Regions from separate parts of the Ovis aries genome. Here region 2 is linked to region 1. A link is a contact called in public Hi-C data. All regions are on one chromosome and are shown on one strand. Each heading gives the region's core, a stretch centred on a gene start, on an enhancer-like site or on the middle of the called end of the contact. The rest is flanking DNA. Distances are from core to core; before and after follow the strand shown.

The links. A called contact is a pair of places that touch in the nucleus more often than the background predicts.
Region 2: a Hi-C map of liver shows a contact between it and region 1, with 11 times the contacts expected there. The contact joins the enhancer-like site here to the promoter of SOX6 in region 1. A contact is called at or near these places in 8 of 16 Hi-C or Micro-C datasets (hypothalamus, liver, mesenteric adipose tissue and 4 more).

The regions. Positions count from the first base shown.
Region 1 is chr15:35,555,969-35,561,795 of ARS-UI_Ramb_v3.0, forward strand. It overlaps SOX6 (SRY-box transcription factor 6), which reads left to right and starts at 2,634. Exons shown (of 18, transcript XM_060399843.1): 1 at 2,634-2,765. LOC132657869 (a long non-coding RNA gene) reads right to left here. Exons shown (of 2, transcript XR_009596624.1): 1 at 5,280-5,827; 2 at 2,902-4,956.
Region 2 is chr15:36,625,091-36,631,475 of ARS-UI_Ramb_v3.0, forward strand. No RefSeq gene overlaps it. Among named protein-coding and RNA genes, the nearest start is that of INSC, 600 kb to the right of the region's middle. Within about 2 kb of position 3,016, at least 41 of the 54 cell types and tissues checked have an H3K27ac peak or open chromatin away from gene starts, as enhancers often do. A contact at or near this core is called in hypothalamus, liver, muscle and 1 more, where this site is marked.

The sequences.
Region 1 (5,827 bases), core at 1,384-3,883:
TCCTTTTTCTGGAGACAAATCAAATTATTCTTCTCCTTTTGTAAAGCATTACTATTAAACAATGTCTGTGTACCCAAGTAACAGGGAAATTCCCAGGACAGCTTTAGGGCACATTTCACAGAAGAGATGGGACTTGCAGTGGCCTTGCAGACGTCCCCATGCCTTGGAGGCAGTGTCCAGGCACAACAAAGAACAACCACAAGTTATTTCAGAATTTAGCTAGGGTATTCTTAAGCCTGGTATCCTTATAATGCAAGACGTGAATACAGGAAGAACGGTTTGCGGAAAAAGGGTTTCAATAGAGGTATGGGTGGGAAACTTGGAAATCGCTGATATAATTAACAATCACTATTATTTTACCTAATCCATTGTTAGACAATCAGAAGGACTGTTTTTCTGAGAAATGGGCGGCTATAGCGTTAAGTATCCAGTCGTCGCTGCAGACGGCCAGGTTGCCTGAACACATCCCTCTCCTTCATGTAGTTCTATCCTGGAATCCCCTTGCTAAGTGACCTCGGGTCTAGCTGAGTCGTTGAATCCCTTTGTTTCCGGCCCCGAGGGTAGACAACAAGCGGGAGAGGAGCCCGTGGGAGTACGAAGTCCGAGCTGAGCCGAGGTGGCCGCAAAAGGGAGCTTGGTCCTCAGACAGGACCCGAGCTACTGCTACACCTCTCCGAAGCTGCTTCCAACCCTTTGCTACTGCCCTGGGAGTTAGTGCTTGAAGTTTCAGGGCAGAAGCGCCTGCCTTGCATCTGCAGACTGGTCCCGGGTTTTGCACTTTGCTGGGAGAGTGCTCCTTCGTTCGGTTCCCTGCTATTGGTTTCAGCTAACCTGCAGTTTTAGCCCTTACTCCTCTCAACCCGGGTCTCAGAGGACAGGTCTTGCTTTGCTCAGACCGTCCGCTTGAGAGGTGCCCTCCCTTTGCTTCTCTTTCGAGCGGTCCACGGCATTCGCCAAGACTGAGGGGCCGGTGTCCGCCGGGTTGGTCTCAACAGCCGGGAGCCGGGCGCAGTCTTCGGCTCGACCTCAAGGTGGCGACTTAGGCACGTAAACAAAGCTCGGCCAAGCCAGACGGTTGGCACCCTCGCGGTTCATCCACGTATCATCCTAGTTTTCCCGCTGCTCTCAAGCGGACTGAATTGACTGTTAAAGAGACTTGAGTTTAGATGAAGAGTTCGGCCAGAATGGCAAAACGTGTACGTGTCTATGTGTGTCTGTGGGTGCGTGCCACCGCACGCACAGAGGCGGCGGGGGGTGGTATTGAGTGGAAACTCTCGGCGGAACCCGTTTGGGACGCCGAGATTCTCCCTGCATCACCTGAACTCTCAGGATAGGCGACCCGGCAGGCTAGGTCTTCCGGACCATTGTGCAGCCCGAGATGCCGCGACCAGGGTGCAACAGCAGAGGGACAGAGGGTCTGGTGGCTGTCGCCAGCGGTAAAAGATTTGCTAATCTCGTTTCAATGACGCCCACAATTTATGAGTGGAGAGACCTGGAAAAGAAAGCCTTATGTCGTGCTGTGTCCTTCTCTAGGGTGCATGCTGGCTGACCCGATTGGGAGAGGTCCCTGCCGGTGGGTAAGAGAGACACACAGACAGCAAAAGGATAAACGTGCGAGAGTCACATAATCTTACCTCCGGGATGAAAAGACACGGTTCCTAGAACTGAGATTTCCAAGTCAGTGTGCATCCCAGCTGTTTCTCCCGTAGGCTCTTTCCTGTCTAAAAGCTTTATGAGTAACTTGGATAAGGCTTGAGCTGCACCCCTCCTTTTTTCCTCCCCCCCTTTTTTCTTTCCAGACATTCCCTAAACTCAACCCAGGGCAAATCCAGAAGTCGGTACAGTACAGAGCTTCCATTCAGTCATGGGGGGGGGGGGGTGGAAATCCCTTTTACAGTTTCTCTTAGGCAGATGGAAGAAGTAGATGATTACGGGCTTGGAGGGGTGCATGGGGATGGCATGAGATGTTGGTGGCAGGGAATCGCGATTTTTCTTAGGTTCTGGTGCTGCAGGTAGTGTTCCCAGATTCCAGCTGCTCTCAGTCGAGCTTCGGTGGTGGCCGGTGAGAGTGGAGAGCGATCCTCGATCCTCGTCTAATTAGAGAGGAGAGGAGGAGGGTGGAGTGGCAGAGAAACTGACCCTGGACAGGCTCCACGGACACATTGTCTTGGTTCATGTTTGTGCCCGCTCTGTGCTGCTGCCTTTGGGAGCCTTTTCAGCAGGATAGTACACCCGAGGTGCTTTCTCCCCTTCTTCCCCCCCGCCCCCTTCTAAAAATGTGTTTAAAGATAAGTGAATATCCTTCTAAAACAAGTTAAAATCTTTCTCTGACTTTCCATTTGAGATGTCAAAAGGATTAAATAAATGAAACTTTATTTGACCGGGGCGTTTACCCAGAGACTTAACGACATCTCGGGTCTTTGGCCTTATTCTAATTCCATGGTGGTAATTACCCTTCGTTTCTTTAAGTGCAATAGATTTATTGCCTTAGAGACTATGCACAGTTTGATTGAATTATTCATTTTTTTTCTTTGGTGTAGACTGCATCTGGGGACTCTGATGTGACGTGTAGATTTTTTTTTCAGGAACAAAGGGAATGTGGAAATGAAAGAGAGAGGGAGAGAGAGGCTGGCAGATGTAATGAGACGCGGTGAAGGTGTACGCAGACTGGCACTCCCACTCCTCCCTTCTGCTCTCACTGCAGCCCTGGGTAGCTCGCAGGCTAACACAAACAGCTTTTCTCCCGCAGCCTGCCCTCTGTCACTGTAAGTACATCAGCCTTCTCTTATCAGCATGCAGATTCCAGCCACGCAGTCCCCTAGACTCGGCTTTGCACCTTAGACAGCAGGAGAACATTTAAAAATTAACTTTCCTAAGCCAGGAAAGACATGTCTGTAAAACTTATTTTTGATTTATCTTTATTTTTCTTTGAAAAAAGTTCATGCATTTTTACCACTTTTCCCCACCTCCTTTGTGGCGGTGCTGCTGCTGCTACTGTCGCTACCGCTTGTGGTCTTCCCAATATGATGATGCGCAGATTCAAATGAAATTTAATGTTATTCTCTATCCATTTAAAGTCCAGGGACAATGCCTGGTCCTTTTGCAAAGTGACGTCTTAAAGAACGCAGAGCATTATTCACAGTTTGCTTTTTTGCTTTTGTTGTTGAAACACGAGTTCCGACCTCTGAGGCAGAGTCCCAAGGGCACTGTTATTTGGGAGTTCGGGTTATTTGGTTACACCAAACTTAAATGAAGTGCGATGGGCTGCTGGAGTCGTTGGTGTGTTTGTTATTCCTGTTTAAGGAAATCAATTGCTAAAAGTTTTCTCTGGGCTGTAATTAAAGTTTCCAACTTCTTCCTTTTTGGCTTTTTATACTCTTTCACTTATTCTTCGTTTCAGTAAAAGTTCTCATTCTCCGTGTTTTGGAAGACATTTATATTTGTACTATTTATACAGTACCTATAAAGCCCTTCCTCAAAGAAGTTAGAACCTTAGGATGAAGTCATGTAGATCTGAATTGTCCTCCCGGCTGGTGTAAGGAGACTTTCAAGGCGAGAATACGAGTCTTTAACAGTCGTTTTGATTTTTGCGTGGGTGCTTTAAATATTAACTTCTCGAGCAGAATTCATTGCGCTCCCCTTCCCAAGTTCAGGGGGACCTCTCTCCAGGAACCGAGCGCGCCTTTCATTTGCCGGTTCGCGCCTCTTCTCTGGAGGTGCGAGGCCAAACTTAGCAAAGCCGAGTTGTCTTTGCTGGTTGTCGTGCGCAGGGACACCCGGACAGCTCGGAGGCAGCGATAGCTGCGGGCAGGTAAGTCTGCTCCCACCGCTTGCCCCGCCTTCCCTCCCTGGTTCCCGGTGCTCGGTGCCGGGCTTCTTGCGCAGCGCGGGGCTCCGACCCCCAGGGAAAGTGAGCCCTAGTGTGCCGGGATCTGGCCACGGTGCCTGGGTGTCCTGGGCTCCTTTCGGAACTTCCTGGAGCCCGCAGGCCAGTGCAGACCAGGTGGAGAGTCCAGCACTTCAACCCTCTGCAGCGCTCTTTGCCTTGCCCCCTGCTCTGTACTGCAGCGCCTGTGGCTTGAAAGGAAACTCTTAGGGCTCACTCCCGCCCCCGAGGGCCACGTGTCAACCCATGCACAGCCTGAAGTGCGGCATCAAGACCCCAAACTTTAGTTTCTTTCCTTTAGGGATTAATGTTGCGATTGGCTCGGGATTCCGCCTTATCAATCTACTTTGGTTATCAGTTTATTAGATAAAATCTAAAGAGGATTTCGCCGTTCCTCCTCCGAAGGTCCACCGCGGCCCAGTGTTAGGGCCTTGGACGCCGGAGATCTTGATAATGTCGCCTTTTTTTTGGCCTTCTGCCAACAGCCTGTACCTGGTCGGGGGAGTCTGTCTTATTCCCCAGATTTCCCAATGCTGGGTGATTTAAAGAACTCATACGCTGGTACTTGTAAAGCCAAACTTACCACAACTTTGAGAAACCCAAGTCGGCCCCAGCGTTTCAGTCTGGGATGTTTCACCTCTATCGGTGGCTCTACCCTGAGAATTCAGGCTTTGGGACTTAAAATTATCCCCTCTTCTCTCTGCTTTAACTCTGCAGGCATTTAGGAGGGGTCATTCAATTTGCCCTTTATAAGATTTCCAGAGAATTTTTGCTCCTGTAGTTGAGTTCCAGGGCCAGAGAGAGGCTTTGGAAGGACAGCTGGGCCAGGCCACACTCATTCACAAAAACAAACTAAAACAAAGACAAAATCAAAACCCAGAAGAGATTTGACTCTTGTCTAGTATAGAAACACCAGTCTGGGTTTGCCCGTTGGGCCTCTGAGTCAAGGAGCACTTCTGGGAGTTTTGGGACCAGGTGTGAAGGAGCTGGCAGGAAAGGTGCCAGGCATTCTTTTCACTGGCTTCTAGGCTCTGGCCTCTCCAGGCAGATTTTTCCAGGCATGAAGGTCTCTGTGGGTGAAAGGGACACAAGATTTCTGGTTGGGGACTGTTGTCCTCTCAGCCAACAGTCATCAAGTCATTTTAACTTGCAGTCTTCAAGCTTCCAGTCCTCAAGCATCATCTTTCCCAGCTGGGATAGGAGATGAGCTATTCCTATTAGTGGGGCTATTCCTTCTGTCCCACCAACCCTAGGTGCTCATCCCGACCCTTATTTCTATCCTTTTCCTTCTCTTGTCTGGAGTTTATATTAAACCAAACATGGAGTATACTTTAAGAAGCCAACATATGACTAACAGACATCTCAGCTTGGTACCTCTTCTGCGTTTACTTACTTTCTCCATTTTCTTCAGTTAGTGGAACAAAGATGAGGTTTTCTCCTCTGTATCTTTTATCACTTGATCTGTGAAGGTCTTCCTCAAGTTGGCAACTTTAGATTACATGAACTTTTTTATTTTTCTAGCTCTAATTCCCAACTCCTCTCTCCTGTCCTTATCTTCTTTCACAAATTCCCTGCTTATGTAATGCCTCAAAGTGGCCCTCTCATATCAATTTCTACATAGCAAGGACCTCACTTCCACAAATCTCTGTAGGTTTACACTGATCGTGTCAGAACCCGTCTCTTAGCTTTTAATCTTGATGTAATTTGGACTTTCCACTAACTTTAGTTTCTCAGATCTATTTCTTTGGGCCTGGCTTAAGGCAGGCCAACATCACCTTGTGCACACTGGCTGCTTGTTAGCTCTGTGTCTGCTGTTGTCAAAGCTAGTGTTCTCATCTATTTCTTTTGTTCTGTATCTCTATTACCTGACATCATGATTATTCTCTCCCCTCCCAGTCCCCCAGGTTTTTTTGCACTGAGATAAAATTCCAGGTCTCTGTT
Region 2 (6,385 bases), core at 1,766-4,265, 1.1 Mb after region 1:
GATCAGAGTATTAAGACTTCAGGGACTTCCCTGGTAGCTCAGACAGTCAAAGAAACTGCCTGCAATGAAGGAAATCCAGGTTCGATCCTTGGGTAGGGAAAATTTCCTGGAGAAGGTAATGGCAACCTACTTCAGTATTCTTGCCTGGAGAATGCCATGGACAAAGGAGCTTGGCAAGCTATAGTCCATAGGGTCACAAAGAGTTGGACATAACTGAGCGACAAACACACATTGAGACTTCAGAGGGGGCAGGGGGCCTAGGAAATCTTAGCCATGGAGCGAGAGTGCATTGGTGCAGTGGCCTGGGCTCAGCAGGGTGTGTGTGCCTTTGTCCTATGTCACTGTGTCTGCAGTGTGTGTGTGTGTGTGTGTGTTGGGCCTGTGCTCTGTGCTTAGTTGCTCCGTTGTGTCCAACTCTTCTCAAGCCCATGGACTGTAGCCTGCCAAACTTCTTTGTCCATGGGTGCCTGGTGCACATCAGATCATAGAGTTTTTCAGCAGAAAGGACACTGGAGACCCAATCATGGATTGGGTAAGTGTGTGTGTGTGAGAGAGAGCGAGAGAGAGAGAGCACGCACACACACACACGTGTATGTGTGTGTTCAGGTATGTACATTTCTGCCTGAGTACTAAGGCCAGCTTCCATGAGAGGGTGACTTTCTTTCCCTTTGCACACTTGGAGATTTTTCCTTTTTTATTACAGCAAATGTAGCTTGAAAGCTGGGTACAACATAGCTTTCTCTCAAACACAGATCACATCACAATGTTACTTTCAGAGAAAAACGCTGCAAAATAACCCTCAGATGGTGAGTCTGCCTCTTTTTTTTTTCTTTCTCTGTCTTGCTCTTTCTCTGTGTCTTTCTCTCCATCTGTCTGTGTGTCTCTATCTCTGCTTTGGCGTCCCTATTTATAGCTTAAAATGCTTTCATACTTTCACAGCATATAAAATGTCCCTGTGCTACATAAAATAATACACGTTTGGGTTTGTAATTAGATCAGTGTTTCATCCCAAGTTTCCCAGACACAGTAACACAGGACGTTGTTTTTCAGCCCCTACCCACAAATATTGCCAGGCCTGAGTATACTGCCCAAACCCTTCTCACGGCTTTGTTTTCCCAACTCCTCTTGACAATTCTCCCAGCGTGTACTCCCTATTCCTTTTTTTTTCCTTTCTCTCTCTCTCTCTCTCTCTCTCTTTTTTTTTTTTCTTTTTGCCCAATCACTCTGCTTGTGGGATCTCACTTCCCTGGCCAGGGATTGAACCCAGACCATGGCAGTGAAAACCTGGAATGTTAACCAGCAGAACACCAGGAAACTCCCTCTCTGCTTGCTTCCTTTCTGATCCTCTCTTGCTGCCTGCGAGGTGGGCTCAGCGTTCCTCCGCAGCAGTAGCTCAGAGCAGCCCAGACCTCCTCTCTCCGAAGAGCCTGGAGCAATCGCTCTGTCAGCGAGCCGTCAGAATCTCTGAAGGCAGTGACAAAATTCATTTCCCCAACTGGCCCAATACAAACACTACCCTAAGGATGGGTGGGGTGGGGTGGGGGGGGGGGGGCGGGGAGATCTCTTTTCCCTATAATGAAATACAATTATTAAGGGGGAAAAAAAAAAACAGAAGGGGAAATTGAGATTCATTTCTAACCAACTTGGACATGTGTTAGAGAATATTGTTGAGAACAATTAGAGATGTATGAGTGAGGGGTTTATTTCTCACTTGCTTGTCAGGTCAGAGGACAATCTGTTTATTTTCCTGCTACAATTTTATTCAATAAACTGAAAGGATGGGAGCCGGGAAAGAGGGTATGAACAGGATGTGTGCTATCAATTTGTCAAATAAATAATCGTGCTTGGAAACAACAGATTTTATTAATTAGACAGGATGGTGTATTATTACCATTAAAGTGTTATATTGCATTAATTTTTATATTTTACTCGGATACTAATTACTGTAAAAGATTTCGGGAATGAAGCAAAATAAAATCATGCGGCATTATACATAATGTAAAGATAGCGTGAATTAATTTGTCCGCTGCTCCCCTCCCGCCCACCGTCGGCAGAGGAAGAACAGGCGGGAGCGGCCTCGCCTCCGGGAGAACTCTCTCACCAGCACCCCTGCTCCCGCCCGGTCTAGGGAGGCCGCTGGGAAGACCTGGGGGTTCGAGACCCGCTCAGCCACGCACAGGCTGCAAATCCCTTCTCCGAAGCCTCTGTTTTCTCTTTTGTAAATATAAACAGCCCTGCTCCGCCAGCCTCGCCGGGTGGTTGTAAAGATCTAACGAATTCTCAAGAGCAAAAGTGCTTTAAAATGTCAGAGGTTGTGAGAGGGGCTGAGACCCAGGATTACTTATTAGAGGAGGCGGACAGAGGAGGGGCCAGCTCTGTCAGGGTCCTCGCTGGGAGATGGCGGGCCGGATGCCGGACAGGGGGTTGGTGTGCAGTTAGGGGACGGGGAGCGAACTGGGGCACTCGGAAGGCCACCCAGAGGCCACCGCAGCGACTCCCCTCGCTGGGCACGACCTCAGAGTGGAGTCAGAACCGGCCTGGACCACACTGCGGCTGAGCCATGGGTTTTAAACGCTTCCAGAGACCACCCCGCGTTATACCCAGACGTTCTGGCAAGGGGAACCTGTACCGGGTATGGGTACAGTAGAAGAAAGCACCGACTCATCGGACGGGACTGGGTTTTAATCCTCACAGCCCACGACGCCTCTGTGGCTACAGCAATCCCTTAACCTCTCTGAACAGCAGTTTCTTCAGTTGAAAAAAAAAGTTATTTGCGGAGGAAATAAATTCCCACGCCGGGCACACATTCTGGCTGGGGAGGCAGTGGGCAGGGCTTCACGAGGGTGCAGGGTCCCCAAGGGCCCCCCGTGAGAGCACAGTCGCATTGGCAGCGGGAGCCCCAGGGAGCCCGCCATGTCCGGCTCCAGGCGCTGCCTCTCAGGTCCTCCCTGACCTCGGCCGAGGCTGGAGCCGCGCGGGTCCCGGGACTGCCCGCTCGCCCCACCCCGGGGGCGTTTCTAGCCGGCGCGGCCGAAGCCCAGCCACGTTTTTCTCCCGGCTGGGTCTCCAGAGCCCCGGCCCGGAGAGGACCGAGATTTCTCACGACCCACTGCCACCTACTGTCCGCATCTGGGAACTGCAGGGCCGGGCGCTGCAGGATTTTGAAGCCGCCCTGGCGAGGGGCTGACCCCCAGGCCGGCTCACGACTGGGGCCGGCACAGGAACAGCGCTCAGGTCCCTCTGCCTGGAGCCTCCCTTTCACGCTCTGTTCTTTTTGAGTGTCGTTTCGCAGTTGTGTGGGAGTAACTTAGCCAGGCCGGTTCTCCGGCTTGCACTGTTATAGGGGTGACTGAGGCCCCCTCTCCCCCCAAAAACAGGAGTATTAGGAAAAGCCACTCCCTCAACATCTGTCCACAGCTCCGTTTAAAGATCTGAAAATCCTGCCTCTGGGTTTGAAGGGCTATTTCTGGTCACTCACCTGAAGCAGTCGCAGGTCTTCCAGAGACTAGTTGTTGTCCCTGTTTCTAGCTTCCAAAGGGCTAGAATTTCACCTGTCCTGGAAGTCTGACCGATTCTGAATCAAGCTTGCCCTCTGCCTTCTTTCTCCATACCGTCAGGATCTCTCAAGTCACCCTCCCTGAGAACATGCTTCCTCACCCCTAGTGCGGTCTTACTGGCTGTGTCTTCTTAGACAAGTCATTGTACTTTTGTGATTTTCTTTTTAATCTGTAGAAGTAGAAATGATAATGATATGCAGGAAGCCCATCAAAGAAGGCTGCTGATGAAAGCAGCCTGCCACCTGGGGACACGTGCACATATTTTTGTTGGCATTCAAAAGACTGCTCATTGCTATGGTCTAAATGTGTGTGTCCCCCAAATTCACATGTTGAAATCATTGCTATGGTCTAAATTGTGTGTCCCCCAAATTCACATATTGAAATCATTGCTATGGTCTGAATGTCTGTGTCTCCCAAGTTCACATGATGAAATCCTAACCCACAAAGGGATGGTATTAAGAGGTGGGACCTTTGGGAGCTGAGGTCATGAGGACAGAGCCTCATGAATGGGATTAATACCCTTATAACAGAGGCCCGAGAAAGCTCCCTTGCAGCTTTCCCCATGGGAGGTTACAGTGAGAAGACATGGTTTCCCCATGTCATCAATAAGGAGTTGGCTCCTGAATCTGCCAACACTAGGCTCTTGGACTTCCTACACTCCAGAAATGTGAGAACTAAATATTCATTGTTTATAAGCTACTTCAGTTTATGACATTTTGTTAAAGCAGCCTGAATAGACTAAGATACTCACTGAGCCAAGATAATACAAACCTGTAGGGAGAAGAGGCCTGTAATCTTTTGAATAGCTATTGGTGGGTGGTGGGAGGGAGGGTGGTGAGGGAAAACAGGGAAGGTAGGTTATCTAGTCTTCTAGTGTGTCCCCACCAGCCCAATGCTGTTTTTCTCTCTTACAGAAAATTCTTCTTTTCCTTTGCCTCACAGCACATGTCACCATTTGCAATAATGTGTTTAAATTCTGTGTGTATTTGTTCAGTGTCTGACTCTGCAGACAGCAAGCGCTATGAAAATCAGGATGATATTCATTCTTCAAACCACTGTACCCCAGTGTCTAGTGCTGGGACTGGGATACATGGGATACATGGGATACATTTAATAAATATTTATTGAATGAATGAATGACTATAACCATTTGTTTATTCCAGAGACAATTAAATATCACCTGGGCCCTTTCCAGTTCTTCCCAAACATTCCATTCCCTTAGTGTTATCCACAGAGAGCTCATCTCCTAAGCCTTTCTTCCTCTTTGGGTGCTCTCTGTCATCCTCTTCCTAACAACCAGCCTCCCACACAATTTCTTTCGTTTTAAACAGACATCTGCACAAAATAAGCAGAGGAGGGTTGATGGCTATGTTTGACTTGTTTTGGGTTTGCCTTTTGATTTTATAAACTACCTAAGTAGATCTGACTATTATTCCCATCCTCCAGAGGGGGAACCATGTAGCTGAAGAGGTGAATTGACTCGTCATATGTCACAGCTAGAGAGTGGCAGGCACTCAGCTAAGTCTCTGCTCTCCGGCTCTAAGTCACATAACCTTTCCCTGTTCCAGCTGCTCTGTCCACTGACCCATGAGCAGTGCAGGCCTCTCTTCGTGCCCTGGGGCTGATGGTTCATGACAAATCATGTGAGGATGTTTCTCCAGAAAATAACTATGGAGAAAGATGATATGACTCTCAGGAACACTGTCGTGCCTACCTTTGGCCTCTACTTCCCTTCCAGTGGCCATCAGGGCAATTGAAGGATATGTCAACAAAAACACTTCGTGGGCCCCAGCAAGGTCTCTGGAGCCAAACCTGCTTGGTTTATGTGTTGGCCTTGCCACCTTCAAGCTATCTGTCTTTGAGCAATTTATTTAAGGTCTCTGTGCCACAAAGTGCCTCAGCTGTAAAATGGGGATAATGAAAGTGACCCCTCATAGGGTTTCTGTTTAGTTTAAATAAATACATGTAACATGCTTAGAAGAGTGTACTCAGTTAATATTTTCTCTTTATTTCCTTCCTCTCTGTCCCTTTCCTTTCCCCACTTGCTTTCTTTCTACTTTTGCTGCTCCTTTTTTTAAATGTTCCTTTCTTTTTCTTTTTTCTTTCTTGCTCCTCAACTTTTATTTATCCCTAAATTCCTGTCTCTTCTCTGAATCTAACTTACTTCACTACATGCCTGAATAAATATTTGTTAAGCCAATAAGTAATGAATTTTAAGAAAGAGAGAGAAGGAGAAAGTTGGTACAGGGAGAAGGTTTCAAAAAAGTGAAGGTAGAGTAATAGAAGACAACTTGTTTTTCTTAATGTTTGTTTGTGTCTTAATGTAAGAACCATATCATGAGAGCCAAGAACCCTTACATGGAGCCTATCACTCTCATGCTGTGTTACCTTGAGTAAGTCAAGAAGCCTCTCTGGGCCTGCATGACAGCATCTATAAGACTGCAGAACTGAACCTCATCAACACTTCATTACCTAATCTTTTCTGTCTCTAACTCTGTGAGCCTACAGTCCCATCAGGAGTAGGGTGATATTGACTCTCCCTAGCATTTGCATAAGGTGAGGTTGGGGTGGGGAGAAGCCACACATTTCCTGGTGGAACCTGTTCTGCCGATCAGAAATTTTACAGTTGAGAGGTGCTTTGATCTCAGAATTGTGCTCAGTTGTTCTATCTCTAGCTCTGCCCCTTAATAACAATGGGACTTTGAACAAGATGCTCAGCATCTCTAGGTCTCCCTTTCTCATCTACACAATGGAGTCAGATGTTATTTGATGAAATAACAAATGTAAAATGCTTAGCACAGTGATTGACAGAGTTAAGGGCTCATTAA